Linked DNA regions of Sus scrofa: region 1 is linked to region 2. A link is a contact called in public HiChIP or PLAC-seq data. All regions are on one chromosome and are shown on one strand. Each heading gives the region's core, a stretch centred on a gene start, on an enhancer-like site or on the middle of the called end of the contact. The rest is flanking DNA. Distances are from core to core; before and after follow the strand shown.

What was found. HiChIP or PLAC-seq counts read pairs in DNA pulled down with a chosen protein or histone mark.
Region 1: a contact with region 2 is called in an H3K27ac HiChIP or PLAC-seq map of skeletal muscle. The contact joins the promoter of FAM110D here to the promoter of PAFAH2 in region 2. A contact is called at or near these places in 2 of 2 datasets of contacts at active chromatin or transcription factors (alveolar macrophages and skeletal muscle).

The regions. Positions count from the first base shown.
Region 1 is chr6:83,579,866-83,582,809 of Sscrofa11.1, reverse strand. FAM110D (family with sequence similarity 110 member D) reads right to left here and starts at 1,448. Exons shown (of 2, transcript NM_001244271.2): 1 at 1,363-1,448. The coding sequence starts at 1,370.
Region 2 is chr6:83,445,630-83,448,595 of Sscrofa11.1, reverse strand. PAFAH2 (platelet-activating factor acetylhydrolase 2, cytoplasmic) reads left to right here and starts at 1,629. Exons shown (of 11, transcript XM_005665126.3): 1 at 1,629-1,887.

The DNA.
Region 1 (2,944 bases), core at 199-2,698, 130 kb before region 2:
TATAACCACAGGGTAGCAGCCTCCAGTAATTGCAGCCAACTGCCCTACCCAGGCCCAGCGGGGCCATCAGAGGAAAGGGAAGTGGTCACCACGTCACATCAGCTAGCTACCTGCCACCCATTCTGTGCCGCTGCCAAGGGGATTCCAGAATGCCCAGCTGTAAACATCAACTTGTTTACCTCTGCATTTCCATTTCATAGAAGAGAAAATTGGCCCAGAGAGGAGGGGTTTGTTCAGGTCTGAGAGCTGGGGCCCAGGGCTGCAACCCAGATCTCTTGCTTTGCAGTCCAGAACTAGTTCAGAATGAATCTCTCACTTGCCCATCAGAACTTGCCTCTACGTTTCACTTCTATTCCTGCTGCTATAAAACCAAGCAATTTCCATTAGAAATGAGACCCTTACCTCACTAAAAATTTCCTTCCACTAATTCTTCCTAATAACTTGTACTCCCAGAAATCTGCCCTCAGGGTCTCTCATCCTGAGACCCCCTGACCCTTCTCCTCCACCTCCCTTCTGCTGGGGAAGGAGGACCAGGAGGGGTTGTAAATCAAGAGCTGACAGTTCCCTTGGCAGTAACAGAATGGGCCACCCACGTGGCTCAGCACACTCCACCCAACCCCTGCTCCCCTTGGTCCTCCCATCCTCCATTCAGCTGAGAGGGACACATCAGTTCTGGGGGCTAAGGAGACCTCAAGTCCCCAGGCAATAAAGGGACAGAACTTGCCAGAGATGGGGGGAAGGGACCTCATGTGAGGGTCATGGGGGCAGAGACTCTGCCAACCCACTCACCCCAGTGCAACCTGTGTATGCACACGCATGCACGCACACACACCCACTCACACACACACCCATTGAGTTTCTAGCAAGTCAGCCCATAAGTAGCTGGGGACTGGGAATCCAAGCAGCAAGGAGAGCCTAAAAGTGCCCTCCTCCCTGCCTCCCAAGGACTCAACCTGGCCTAGGTCAGATTCCAAGGTCCCAGGAGGGCACTGTGCTGGTCTGACCTCATGGGTACTCTCCTGTCCGGTCCTCTTCCCAGCCCTAAGCAGGAGGCTATAAAAAGTTCCTAAATACAGGGACCAAAATAGTTTGCTGTCCACTGCCTCTTCTCTGCCTGCTGGGGTGCCTTGGTGCCCAACCACAGACGTTCCACCCCTAGACGCCTGGCAGACATCTTGTGCCCTCCACCCCTTTGCCCACCTTCTCATAGGACTGGGGTTAGTGATCCAAACTTGGCCCAAACTTTGGCTCTGGATGCAGATGCAGGCTGGGGGATTGTGCTCACTGGCTTGGTGCCAGCCTCCTTGCCCTTGGGTGCCTGGGAGCCCTCCCACCCCAGCTCTGGGCTTAGGAAACACTCACCTCTGCATGGGGAGGCTGAATGTCAGGGTCCCCAAGGCAGGTCTAGACTGAGGGCAGGAGGGACAGCAGCGACTGGAAGTAACTTTGGTGGCAGCCAAACCTCACTCTCCACAGGAAAAGCAGAGAGAGCCTCCACCCCCCTTGGATTAACCCTTGCCTTCCTGACCTGGAGCCTGGCCTCTGTTAACTCCTTCCTGGTCACAGTCTCAGTGCTGCGGAGGACCTTTGGACCACGTCCAGCTCCTTCATGTTCCAGATAATCAACAGGCCCTGGCAAGTTAAGTGATTTGCACAGAGAGGCACAGTGAGCTTTGGGCACAGCCAGCACCCCAAACAAAGTCTCTTGATTCCCATACTTCCTCCACAGGTCTTGGGGGGTGGGGGACATGCTATTTATATGGGGTCAACCCCCTCTGCTGGGTCTTGGCAGATCCTCTTAGTTCTGATGGGAAGGCAGGGCAGGGTTCTAGTTAACCATGCTGTTTTCCTTTTGTAACAGGTTTAGACCTGCCTTGTCCAGGTGTGTGGATGGTGTCAAGTTTGCTCTCCCTAGGAGAGAGGCCAGGAATCTGCAACTTAAGGGGGGTAGTGGTGCTGCCGATATCCAGGGTGAGCCCCTCCCAGCAAGTCTTGGCATGAAGGTCACAAAGGAGCCCACCAGAGGTGCCTCTGCCCAAGGTCCTCTGACGACAAATGGAACTGGCTGGGAAGAGGTGATGAAGGGCTGATACTGGGGCCTTTTACTGGGTAAAGGACTTCTTTCCTTCTCTGCCCCATTGGGGACTTCTAGAGCTGGCACAGTTTCTTATTTGACACCTCATGTCTCAAGGGGAAGCCCTGTCCCCAAAATGTTGGTTCCAGGAGAGCTCCTCCTCTCTCCCCAGCAGTACCCAGAGCTCAAAGAGGAATGCCCCTCCCAAGGGGTCCCTGCCTCCCCCCAGATCTGCCTACTTTTATCAAATCCCTTTCTCTCCCTTCTAGCACTTTTTAATGTTTGCAAAGCATATTCATACAAGTGCTCTCTGATCTCCTTTGTCCCTCCCAAGGACCCTAAAGAGAGGGCTCAGCAGGGGTGACCACCCCACTTAACAGGTAAGGAAACAGGATTGGAGGAGGGATTTACCTAATTCCAACCCTGATCCATTCTTTCCATTGCACCTTCTGCCTGTCAAGTAAGGTAATAAGTTTGAAAATGAGAAGGCCCATCTCCAGGTAAGAGATTTTTTTTTTTTCTTTTCCTTTTGGCTGCTCCCATGGCATGTGAAAGTTCCTGGGCCAGGGATCAAACCCGAGCCACAGCTATGACCTGAGCCACAGCAGTGTCAATAATGGATCCTTAATCCACTGCACTACCAGGGACTCCAAGAGATTTTTATTACCTAGTTAAAGGGAGTATTGTGTGAGTGTGAGTAGGTCCATGATAGTTCCATATTGTGTTGTTACAGCACTCTACAAAATGCTTTCGTGTTCATTATTGTCGGAAACTAAAATAACTCTGGCTCGGGTCGTCAGTGTTGAAAATAGACACAGGGACGAGGAGAAATCTCGACAAGGCTCTTTACTTCTGCAGAAGGGCGTGGGT
Region 2 (2,966 bases), core at 380-2,879:
GGTACTGCTGCCATCACTCTTTCCTGATGACTTTATCTTGGCTTCTGGAAGGACAGTAGTGGTGACAGTGTGTCAGGAAGAGAGGACAGTCTAAAGTCTGGAGCATGGAATCCGGACCCTGGTGATTTGAGGGTAGATGGAGGGATCAGCTGTATGACTCAGCACCTGACCTTAAGGAGCTCACAACTTATTGGAGAGTTAAGGCCTCCCACCTGGTAGAAGATGCAAGGCGGTGTGAGGTAAGCACCTAGAGGGTGTAGAGGTGGTTTGGGACTGGAGCGGAATCAGAGAAGCTTCGTGGAGAGGTAGATTCCACGGAAGAACAGGATTAGACAGGCCACCAGGCAGGGCAGAGTGCCTAGTGGAGGGAAGAGCATGAATATAAGTGTGGAGGTAACAATAAGAACCTGATAGTCTTCTTTTTTTTTTTTGTCTTTTTGCCATTTCTTGGGCTGCTCCCCCGGCATATGGAGGTTCCCAGGCTAGAGGTCGAATGGGAGCTGTAGCCACCAGCCTATGCCAGAGCCACAGCAACGCATCTGTGACCTACACCACAGCCCACAGCAATGCCAGATCCTTAACCCACTGAGCGAGGCCACAGATCAAACCCGCAACCTCATGGTTCCTAGTCGGATTCATTTCTGCTGTACCACAACTAGGACTCCAGAACCTGCTAGTCCTGAGATTGGTGAGGAGGTGAACAGCTGGGGGTAGGGCAGAAGAGGGGCGATTCCTGGCAGAGAACACCACTGGCAATACTTCTGAGGAAGTAGGTGGGGGTCCAGGTTGGGGAGGACATTGAATGCCAAGCTAAGAAGTTAGTACTGCATTCAGTAGGTAGTAGGAAGCCTTTGAAAGTTTTTGAGCTGCTTGAATAATCCAGATTTCTTATGGAAGTTTACAAGGCTCCTGAGGATGTGGCCCTTCCTCCTCAGATATGACTCTTTATTCCATCCCGCATGCTCTGTGCTCCAGCTGGGGTGTAAAACATTCTTCACATTCTCAGTACCCCCGGTAAGTTCTATTCCTTCAGTTCTCAATTTTAACATTTCTGTAAAATCTCCAGGAAGCCGTGATAACACCGTTCCATTTCCCCAGGCCTGGGCAGGTGTTTCTTTACAAGAAGGCCCCCACAACCCCTTGGTTTTTCCCCATTAGAAAACGCACAGCACTGTGTAATTATTCATTTGTCCCAATCCTCTGCTGGACTGTGAATTCTTTTTAGGCTAGCGACAGTAACCTATTCACCATTGTGTCCCTAAGAACCGGCAAAGCGAGGATGGACGGAGGGGCTGGTGGGACAGCGCGGGATCTCTCAGGATCCTCTCAGTTCTGGCCATGCATTTCTGTAGGACAATGGAATATCACGTGTCAACAGGTACAGGTTGGTGGGGAATGTGCCCTGAATTTGAATGAGCAGTTTTATACTCTCACAGGAAGCAAAGTGGGGAACACAAAACAAGATCAGACTTATTCCCTGAGAATAAAAAAAAAGCTCCAGCTACCCTCAGACACACCCAGGGATTATTTGAGGAACAATTAGGCGGAGGGTTACTAACCGGAACTATAAACCGTAATCCTCCGCTCAGGCTTTCATAATCGACCACCAGGTGGAGGAATTGTACCGCATCCCGGCCTTGGGGTTGCGCCCAACGATGAGGGGGGCCGTGTGGAATTTTGGGGATTGTAGTCCTAGGGTCTTTATGGGCAATCTCGCGCGGTGCACCTCGGGAGTTATAGTTCCGGACAGAGGGGCGGGACACGTTTTTAAGCGCTAAGGTTGAGTTGTGGAAACTACAACTACCGAAGGGCCAGGGGCTCCGGGGCAGCGTCTCGATTCCGTTGAGGTGATAGTCTGGGCTGCTTCTGAGGGATCACCTTGACTGGGTAAGTTTGATTGGAGAAAACTTTTATTCTGAACTGAAGTGTCTGCGGAGTTTCTCATATTCCAGCCCGGTTTGGAGACTCCTCCTCTCAATCCTAGCAACTGCACATTACTTTCTGTTTCCTGTTGAGACACCTCGAGTATCCACCCGCATCCTTCATTCTCCCACTGTCATCTTGCGCTGTCACTCCCCCAGCTGCCCCGGAATCCCACGGTGAGCGGAGTCCACAGCCCCACCCTGAGCCCACGGCGTCACCCCTCTGAAACCTGGGCTTCCTTGTGCGCTGCCCCTTCTGTGTGCTTCATTCTTGCCCTAACTTTTCTGTTTTTCATGCTAGTGGAAGAAGGGTCACCATTCCTTCTCAATCCACGGAAGAGCCCAGGACTTAAAGTCAGCAGACCGGGGTTTGATTCCAGCTCTGCAGCTCTCTCGCAGTGTGACTGGGCTAATCATACGACTTCTCTGGGACTCACTCTCTTTGTCTGCCAAGTGGAGGTGACAGTTGCTCTCTCAGTCTTAGCTTGAGGCTGTCTTATGGAGCCAGTAGACTAATATGTGTGAAAGTGCTGTATAAACTGTAAAGCCTCCACAAGCGAGAGCGATCATTTTTATGATAATTATGAATGTTCTAGAATGCTCTCTTGGCTCCTTTTATAGTTCCGCCCCATTGTTGCTCAAACTTGCCATCGAGTGTTTGGCGGCTCCATTTTCTAAGAACAGGATGGTATTACTCACTCCCTCAGAGACCAAACTTCAGACTAATGAGCTTTAAGTCTCCAGAGAGCTTTGTCTGAAAGGAAGTCCCAGAGAAATGCTTATCTTGGACTCTGTCCTGAAATAGCCAGTGATGAAAAGTCCAGGCAGCTGGCAGAAGGGCGGTCCCTGTTCACTGGAAATGGGGCCCCACCAGGAGATGGACAGCTGCAGCGCAAGTCCTGTCCATTCCCTCTGGGCTCTTCTGGGCCTGTTTAGTAGACTCTGGTTTTGGTAGGAGTGTCTCAGGCCTGAAAAGGCTGGGAGGAAAGAAACCATTTTGTCAAAGGGTGTAATCCAGAAAAACCAGAAAAATCTGGGAGTGTG